2 separate regions of the Gossypium hirsutum genome follow, and region 2 is linked to region 1. Evidence: chromatin contacts called from public Hi-C data. All regions are on one chromosome and are shown on one strand. The core of a region is the stretch at or near the end of the contact, and the rest is flanking DNA. Distances in the headings are between cores, read along the strand shown. Region 1 holds the start of LOC107888626. Region 2 has its middle 11 kb from the start of LOC121206502.

Evidence for each region. Hi-C and Micro-C count contacts between places; a contact is called where the count stands out from the background.
Region 2: a Hi-C map of leaf shows a contact between it and region 1, with 2.9 times the contacts expected there. The contact joins the enhancer-like site here to the promoter of LOC107888626 in region 1. A contact is called at or near these places in 8 of 34 Hi-C or Micro-C datasets (anther, callus, fibers and 3 more).

What each region holds. Positions count from the first base shown.
Region 1 is chrA09:6,195,547-6,200,497 of Gossypium_hirsutum_v2.1, forward strand. LOC107888626 reads right to left here and starts at 2,319. Exons shown (of 4, transcript XR_005901535.1): 1 at 2,075-2,319; 2 at 1-1,006.
Region 2 is chrA09:6,232,962-6,237,808 of Gossypium_hirsutum_v2.1, forward strand. It overlaps the pseudogene LOC107888627. Among protein-coding and RNA genes, the nearest start is that of LOC121206502, 11 kb to the right of the region's middle. Within about 2 kb of position 3,595, at least 6 of the 9 cell types and tissues checked have an H3K27ac peak or open chromatin away from gene starts, as enhancers often do. A contact at or near this core is called in fibers and leaf, where this site is marked.

The DNA of each region.
Region 1 (4,951 bases), core at 1,069-3,568:
CCTTATACCCAATACTGTTATCAACTAACACATCCCTAATCTGAGACACACCTTCTTTCATCACCTCAATCGTTTTCAAATGATAAAGCCATTCCTTCTCACTCTTCAAGCAATTAATGAGATCAGTAAACATCTCAAGAACATCCTCCCATTTGTGAGGAGAGTCAACAACTTTTGCAGGCGAAAGTCGAATCCATGAAGCAGAATCAAAGTCATAAGAAACAGCAGACTCATCCAAGAACTTAAGGCAGCTAGAAACTATCTGCTTACCCATCTTAGTTCCTTTACTTGGGAGTTGGAAATTCAATAAATCAATCTCCAATTTCAGTTCATTCAATATTTTCTCAAGGGCACCCATCCATATCCTGTGTTGTGTAACCTGAGGACATATTGTTAGACGCACCAACTTCCTCTGTTGAGCTGTAACATTCAAAACATTGCTCACTAAGGTTAATGAATTCACAATCATGGGCTCCCTTTCACTAGGTTTACCAAAACAGTCAAATGAAGATATTTTTTTCTTTAGCATTTGTTGAACTGATGGGGACCCAATAAAGACTCTTACAAGTGACTTGAAAGCATTCATTCTATGTTCAATTCGATCACTGATGATGATCGAATTGTCATTTGCATTCACAAGACGTCCATCAACTGAATCCACATCTTTTAACAAGTGGGCCAATCTTGTCAACTTTGAAAACGCCTTTTCGTACCATTCATGAGGTAAGACCTCTTTGTCGGAATCCCTTGTGCAGTGATATAACATTGCATTAAAATGCAGAGCACCATTTAGGTTTGTTTCACAATACTTTGAGCCTTGGAGAACATTTTGAACAACTTTAAAAGCCTTCATCAGTTGGCCAAATCTTTTACTATGATATATCTAAAAAACTGGACCTCACAACCACCAATTATAAAACAACATTATCACATCAACCAGTCGAAAGTAGCAATACTTGTGCTTCCCATGGCTTCTTCTTCTTCTTAGTGCTTTCTTTCTTATTCACTGTTACATCCAAATAGGCCAAGCATATATATAAAATAGATTTTATAACTACAGGCTAAAAACAAGAGAAGCAACTTAAAAGCAAATAATGCAACTGAAAGCAGAAACCAACATAGCTTTTCAAACAATTGAGAATAGTAGAACAACAAATCAACCTAAAACGTCGAAATAGCCAAAACCTAGAACCTGTTCACTTAAAAGATTACAACTCAATTTCCCTTCATGTAAACATGCTATAAGCCTAGGTAACACAGATGAATATATCAGTAATCACACAAAAACTTCCCATTCAGATGATATATAGAGATACCTTGGGTCTACTTGAAATTTTCTATCAAATTCCATTTGCAAATAATACCCACCAGCACACAAACAATCCCAACTAAGTTCATCGATGAGCTCCATTCAAAACTATTTTAAAGAATATCTACCCAATCCTTACTGATGAATGCAAACACCTAGCAGTATGAAAAAGAAAACATCTATGCATACACGAATCATGACAATCTCCAGTATGATCATGAAACCCAAAACAGCACAATACAAAATGCAAAAAATTGGAGGGAAAAACAACTAAACCCTAATACTGAATTACAAACATAGAACATTAAAATTTGATACAGCGAGAAGTTCCCCCTTCTTAGACAGTCTTAGCTTAAAATTGTCAAAAGAGAAACAGAGAAAAACGAATAAATTGTCAAAAGAGAAAAGCGAACACTATCAGCTTCAGTAAATAACAAAATTGAAGAAATCAAACAGATGAAACCTAGAAAATGAGAATAAAAACGGATTAAGAACTAAATCATTCCAAGAATATTCGTTATGAACAATGTAAATGTCAGATGAAATCTTGATTGCAGTGGTTGTTGAATCAATCACTAAAAGAAAAGGAAAGTAGCAAAAGATAGATCGATTAGTACTTTTTTAGAGATGATTTTCAATAAGACGAAGCTAACAAAAAGCAAAGAGAGCTCTACTCAAAATCGGAAATGAGAGCCAAATATAAATCACAAAGCGATAGAGTAGATACAGTTAAGTACTGAGAAGATCGCCACGAAAAATCATTACGATGTCAGCGGCAACGGTGAGAGTGAGAGAGACTTTAAGCCGAAAAATAGATTGAAGAGGAAGAGAGCTGCACTCCGGTGGTATCAGTTGGCCCGAGGGACGTCGGCGATGGCTGACTGGATAGTGGAGTAAAGGCGGCCTCTAGAGCAAATGGAGGAGAGTAAAGAGTCAAAAATAATAAAGGAACCAAAACCCATCTGGGACCTTCGCGTGAAAAAGAGCGGAAGGGAAAAGGAGAAATTTTCTCTTCAGTCCCTGTCACTTTTTGGGTAAACTATTTTTTAACTTTTCCTTTTACATATTTAAAATTGAATCGTTTTAATTTTCATATTTCAAATTTTAAATCAACTTGCTAAATAACGCAAAAAATAAAAATAAAAATAAAAGCAATGATTCATATGCTTCTTAATAATAAATAAGCATTGAAGCTATTAACATAATTAAGGATGACGTTTACGGAAACTCTAGTTTTGGAAAGAAAAATCTATACGGTATTGAAGCTTCTTACCCACGGGATTATTCTACATATCTCTAGAGAGGACAATAAACTTGCAGACAAGATCATTAAGGCAGTAAAGGATAGAAGAACCGATTTACGGTTGATAAAGGAGTCCACACAGATGTCTTTTGTTTAGTGTTTGATTTTTAAGTTGTTTTGTTTTTTCACAAAAAAAAGGACATGATATTTTATTTATATTATAAAATTTACGGTTAAATATTAATTATTACAAATATTTGTAAATATTATTTTAATATAATTTTATTATAAGTATAAAAATAATTCATAAGTTATATAATGCATTCAAAAAATAGTAAGATATTAATTAATAATACAAAAATAATAATTACTTTTAATTTAAGGTTAAATTTGTCAATTTTTGTTTATTTTTAACCTATTTTATGATATTATTTTACTTAAAGTAATAATATTACATGTCTGTCCGATTCAATCAACTAAATAACATAATATTTTATTATCTCTCCATTATTTCATTAAACTATAATTATTTCATTCTTGCTCAATTCTATTACAATCAACCAAACATATATTAAGATTTATGAATTTTGGTTAAAGCAATGCAAATTTACTATGATAATCAATTCGCCGTTGTAATTGTGAAGAACTTTGTCTTTTATGGAAAGACAAAACATTTCAAGATTAAGTATCATTTTGTGAGAGAAGTTGAACAGAGCGAAGAAGTAATTTTAATTCATTGTTGCACAGAGAATCAACTGACGAACATTCTGACCAAGCCTCTTGGAAAAACGAAGTTTGAGAAATGAAATTGGTGTTCGCTGTATGGAGGCTAAGGAGGAGTATTGTGAGATAGCCATCCATGCAACAACTCTCTCAATTGACGAGATACAAATGTGCAAACCAAAAGTGCAAACCAAAAATGTAAACCAAAGTGACGGACAAGCCAAAGAATAAGCCAAAGTGGCGAACAAACCAAAAGACAAGCTAAAGTACTACAAGAAAAATGGTGGACTGTCAACTGATGAACTATTTGACGAACAACTATTGACAGACTATCCCAAAGCTTATGATACAAGTTAGCAAGTTGTCAACTTGTTAGAAAAAGTTGTCAAATTATAACTTGCTAGAAAAAGTTGTCAAATTATTTATCTTCATTTTGATAGGATAATTTAAGCGCTGACTAGATAGAAATCAGCCAATGGAGTAAATCTCATGTACTTAAACTTGTCAACTTCTAGTTGGAAAATTTTCCTATTTAAAGTCATCTTTGTATGTAAATTATGTATTGAAAAATTGAAAAATATAGCAAATCACATTTCATTGCTAAAATTTGATCTGTCCATCTTCTCTTTCTTAGACTAAAAAACCAACAGGGAGGATGTTGTGGCCAATCTGGTTGAACCAATACCCAAAGTTGGAACAATGGCAACCAAGAATGCAATCCAAACATAAGAAAGAACTTAATCAATATAAACAATGTTATAGCCCAATTTTGCCCCATTTACAACTTCAACCCGAATGGCCCATTTACATTTTACAAAACCCATTTAAACCAAACACCTACCCAAAATACCTAAAACCCTTACAAACCAAAACCCCAACAGCAACCCACACTTAAACCCCAACCTTTCAGCCCAAATACATTACAACTAAACCCACAAAACCCAAACTCGTTTACAACATTTTAAACCCAAACATCAGCCCAACTATCCAAAAGCCCAAAACCTAAAATTAACCTAGCCCATTAGACAAACTAGGGTTTCAGAAAAGCTGAAACCCTAGCCACCTTGTCCCATTCGGCCACTTGCCTCTGCCACCACCTGCTCACTGCAGCACCGGCCACCAACTCGAGTCACCTCCACCGCCACAGCACCTGCAAGCAATTAAAACGAAAAGACAGAAAGTAGAAAGAGATTTTTGTACAATGGCTATAAAAGCTGATTTTAAACTTTGTAAAAGGGTCGGTTGTTTTTATCAATACAAAGCAGTAAATTTCTAGAGTACAAAAACAGTCTTCACAATATCAAAAACCAGATTCAAGCACATAAACAAGGCAACAAATAGCGAACACGAAAGGTTGTTGATTTTGTTTTATTCCTTTCTTTGAAACTACGCATATATTCATACATATTTTATTTTTATTTGTGTTCTATGTATATATATAATATATATTAATAAGTTTTTTTTAAAAAAGAAAAAAGCGAAAAAACTAAAATTTTTACCTTTTTCGAAAATTTGGCCACCGTGTACGGTGGCCGGCGACGGTGGCGCATGGCTGAGGTACGGCGCCAGAGTCTCACCAGAAATTCCTAGGCTGAGTGAGGGCTGAGAGAGAGAGAGAGAGAGAGCTTTTTTGAAGAAAAAGAAAGAAAAAATGAATTTTTTACAAAATTTTTTGC
Region 2 (4,847 bases), core at 2,345-4,844, 39 kb after region 1:
TAAATTATCAATAATGTACCATAATTTTCATAATATCTAAGTGGAATTATACTTTAAATCTTTCTAATATAATATTTACGAGGTTAATTCATTAGTTTACATGTTTTAAATTAAAAAAAAATTATGAATTATGTTAAGTTATACTTAATTTTGGGCAAAGTGCAAAAATAATCACTAAATTATTGACTTGGTTCAATTTTGGTCACTCAACTATTAACTTTCCGATTTAATCACTAAACTTTTCAAAATCAAATATTATACTCACTCTCCTATTAGTTGCCTTTAGATGAGTGACAGAAAGCTGTTGTGAGCTTTTTTTTATTGGTCTAATAATAAATTTAACCATTTAATGTCTATACATTCTATCTAATTGATTCTAAATATGAAAAATTCAACAAATTTAGCCTTCAATGTGTATCAAATTTGTCATTTTAGTTAAATTCTAAAAAAAATTTAATAAATTTAACCCTCAACGTTTACAAAATGATAAATTTTGATTTTAAAACTTTTCATAAAATTTTAAAAATAGTTTTGTTAATCTGGATTAATTATTCATAAAACTAAAGTGAATTTAAATAATAGATAACCGAATTTTAGAGTGGATTTGGATAATGGAGATTTGATGGCTAATATCTGCAAAACCAAACACAAAATCACAATGATAGAATTGACAAGCATCTGATATTGAATGCAAAGACAGGGAGTGAAGAGATCAAATAACACAAAGATGCCTTGCATTGTTCAAATAATGCTACACCTGAAAATCAACTTGAAGAACTAGCATGGAGTTCAACAATATCCCCTGACATCTGAGATTGAATTTTGGCTTCATCATCCATATACAGACCATGCTCCTTGAGTTGCAGCAGAGAGATAGCTTGGAGACGATCTGCTACTGGTCTTTTCCGGGAAAGAAACACTTGAGACACACACTTCATTGCTGGTCGGAAGTTTGGGTTCGACCTTAAGCAAGCAAAGGCCATTGTTGTAGCGAAAACAATATCCTTTGCGACTCTTCGATCGCTTGGAAGCGGTAAGCGTGGATCTAAAATATCACTTAACATTATATTATTGGAAGATGATGCGGATAATGATACCAAGAGTTCACCAGGATGCTTTCCCATGAGTGTTTCAAGTGCCAATACTCCAAAACATTAGACATCACATTTTTCAGTTACAACCATAGTATAAGCAAGTTCTGCATTTAACAACAAAAGAAACCCAATTAAAATATAATCGTTAAAATAATTTAAAAGATCGAAAATCGAGAGTCTTTATAACAAAAGAACTCCAGCACTTGATAATTCATGGCACTATATGCATAAACTGTTGCTAATCTTTAACCACAAGCAATTTAAAAATAGCTAATATGCCACTTTTCATTATGGTTTAAGAATTGGGGTCAAGTTTTCAATACCTCAAAGGCATACTTACAACCCAAAGTCGAATAACAAAACAAAAGCAGACTCAAAGCTTAGAAACTTGACCTGGTGCAATATAACCGTAGGTGCCAACAAGCATTGTTTGAATAGACGAATCAGGATCAATGAGTCTAGCTGTGCCAAAATCCGAGACACAAGCCTCAAGATTGGAGTTCAATAAAATGTTATTGCTTGATATGTCTCGGTGAACTATTGGTGGGTGGCAATCATGATGCAGATAAGATAAAGCACATGCTGTATCTTTGATTATCTTCACTCTTTTGGTCCAATCCAGCTCCATTGCTTCATTATCATAGGCGAGAACACAAAATAAGCTCCCTCGAGCCATGTATTCGTAAATCAAAAACATGCAACGATTATGGAGACAAAATCCATGAAGCTTCACTATGTTCTTGTGTCGTATTTCTGATAATATTTTTGCCTCATTCTTGAAACTCTTGTCAAAAGCTAGGACCTCTGCTTCTCTACGATGAAGTTTCTTCAAGGCAACAATCTTTCCACTTGGTAACTGCGCTCTATAAACACTACCATAACCACCAGTCCCAATACAGTATCGGATGTCAAAGTCGTTGGTCGCCTCAATGATATCTTCAAATGCAATTCTTCCGTCAAAGTTCAAGATTGAGAATAAATCTCCATTTTTTGTGACATTTGGTTCAGGAATGTTATCTTTTGCTCTGGATCTAAGGAAGAGTAAGACTCCTAAAGCCAAGAAGGCCAAAAAACAGAGAACGGGAAGAATGATTTCAACAATTTTTAACTTGTTGCTTGATGTAGAAGGGCAAGGAGAGAAACCTCGTATGTTTCCACATAAATACTTGTTTCCCCAAAATGAATCAGATGAAAATTCACTCAAATGCCCTGGTATAGGACCGTCTAGAGAATTATAGGACAGATTGAGCACATACGACACCCACAAATATGCAGGAATCATGCCTGTTAGATTGTTGTGGCTAAGATCCAAAACCTGAAAGTAAAGATCGTTATCAAATTGATGCGGTATTTCTCCCTCGATGAAGTTATGACTGAGATCAAGAGTATAATGAGGGCAACTGAAGACTTCAAAGGGAATGCTTCCAGTTATATGATTGTTACTCAAAGACAATTCTTGTAAGTTTGAGCAATTTCCAATTTGAGATGGAATAGGAACAATCAAATTGTTACTGGAGAGGTCAAGGAAATTAAAGCTTTCAAATTCTTCATTTCTTGTGGTAAGGGACCTTCTAAAAGATTGGAATCAAGATAGAGAATGCTCAATCTGGATAAATTAAATATTGACAAAGGGATCGAACCATTGAGCTTGTTTTTACTTAGATTCAATTCACACAAATCCTTTAGGTTTCCAATTTCACGAGGAATTACCCCAGTGATTTGATTAAAGGATAAGTCCAACTGTTTTAAATTGGTTAATTTGCCTAAGGTAGAAGGGAAAGGACCACTAATTTGGTTTTTGGATAGGTTCAACATTTTTAAAGTGGTTAAGTTGCCCAAGGTAGAAGGGATAGGGCCAGTAATTCTATTATGCGATAGGTCCAACAGCTTCAAACTTTCCAAGTTTCCACAGCCTGAAGGGATAGAACCTTCAACAAAGTTTCTGGAAAGATTGAGCCCTTTTAAACGTGTAAGTTTTCCAAGGGATTGAGGTAACTCACCTATTATATTATTGTAAGAAAGATCAAGGTGCTCGAGAGAAGATAAAGCACATATTTGAGGCGAGATGCTTCCACTAACCGCAAACCGTGAACAATCAATGCTGGTGATGCTCCCAGCTTCATTGCATGATATACCTACCCAGCTGCAACGTTTGTGAGTGTCATTGCTGTGCCAACTCCACCAACCTAAATGAAGGATAGCTTTTGCTTCCATTTCTAGCTCGGATGTTGTGACTAATCTGGTAGAACCAGTACCCAAAGTTGGAAAAATGGTGACCACGAGTGCAATCGAAACATAAGAAAGAACACGGGTAGTGCAACAAAAAGGTGAGGCCATCTTTAAGCTTAATTTTTTTTATAGGCTGTGATAATAATAATGGTTAGTGATTTCCCGGCTAATCAATTAACCCAATATGGATCAAATTTATTGCTTTCGAAGTCAAGATCTTCCTCTATCTTTTGGTTTGGGCTCAGTGTTACGGTTCGCCATAAGAAGCCTATGACCCACGCGGAAGCCACTACTGTCCTCAAGCAGAATTTCTCCATTCCTAGAGACACCCCCAAAAGATGGTGGGCCAAAGTGAAGTCAAAACTGCTCCGCTGATTATAGACTTTTATAGTCATTACTTCTTAAATTTTAGTTGAAGGTTCAAAATTTTGAATTATTAATTAATGAAAATTTTGATTTGTATTTTTTTATTGAAAATTTTTCTATTGAAAAAATATATAAAAATAAAGTGAAATTATAATTTTATACAATTATTTCTTTTTTATTAGTCACTGACCGCTGAAATCAAGGATTACTGTAAAAAAAAATTTTCAAACTAAACCCGAGTAGATTGTGTACCTCTTACAGAGATAACCCATCCATCTGCTGGGTCATTGCAATATGTAACCAAAATTATGAGTCTCTGGATGAACATAACTAGTATTCATTTTATTTTTCTGCTCTTTCAAAATGATAACTTATTAGAATAAAAAGAGTCCAAAGATACTGAATTTAGTCAGTTACAACAGATAACAGAAGCTAAATCTAAAAAAATTAACAAATTTAATCTTTAATATTTATAAAATTTGTCATTTTAATCTTAATTATAAAAATTATTTTTTATATATTGAAAGAATTGATAACACTATATATCATCTAATATATATTATGTATGGTACTAACTAAATGTGTCTATGAGTCGGCCTAGATTGGCCCGAAAAATTATCTTAAAATTTTGACTAAACTCAACTCGTATTAATTTTTTATATAATTTTAAAAATATATATATAATACACCATAAATACTAAAAACATTAAAATAAATGTTTCACAACAAATTAAAAATAAATATATATATACTTAAACAACACTAAAATAAATACAATTTAACAAGCAAATGTGAAAAATAACAACAAAATTAACAATAAAACAAGATTATACAATATTCAAATAATAACAACAAAATAGTAGTAACATAATTGTGAAATTGTAGCAAAATAGTGAAAAAAACAACAAGAAAATAGCAAGAAAAAAAATAGCAAATAACAGTAAAAAAAATTGATTTTTTTTGTATTCATACCCGGACTAGGCAAAAAAACTTACCTAAGGCTCGGCCCGTTTAGAAAACGGGCTTTATTCTTTGCCCAAATTCATTTTTCAAGCCTATATTTTTACCCAAACCCTTCTACTTTTCGGACAAGTCTTCAACCCGGCCCATGGGCAGGTCTAGTACTAACATTAATTCACAATCTTTAGTCTCTAATAA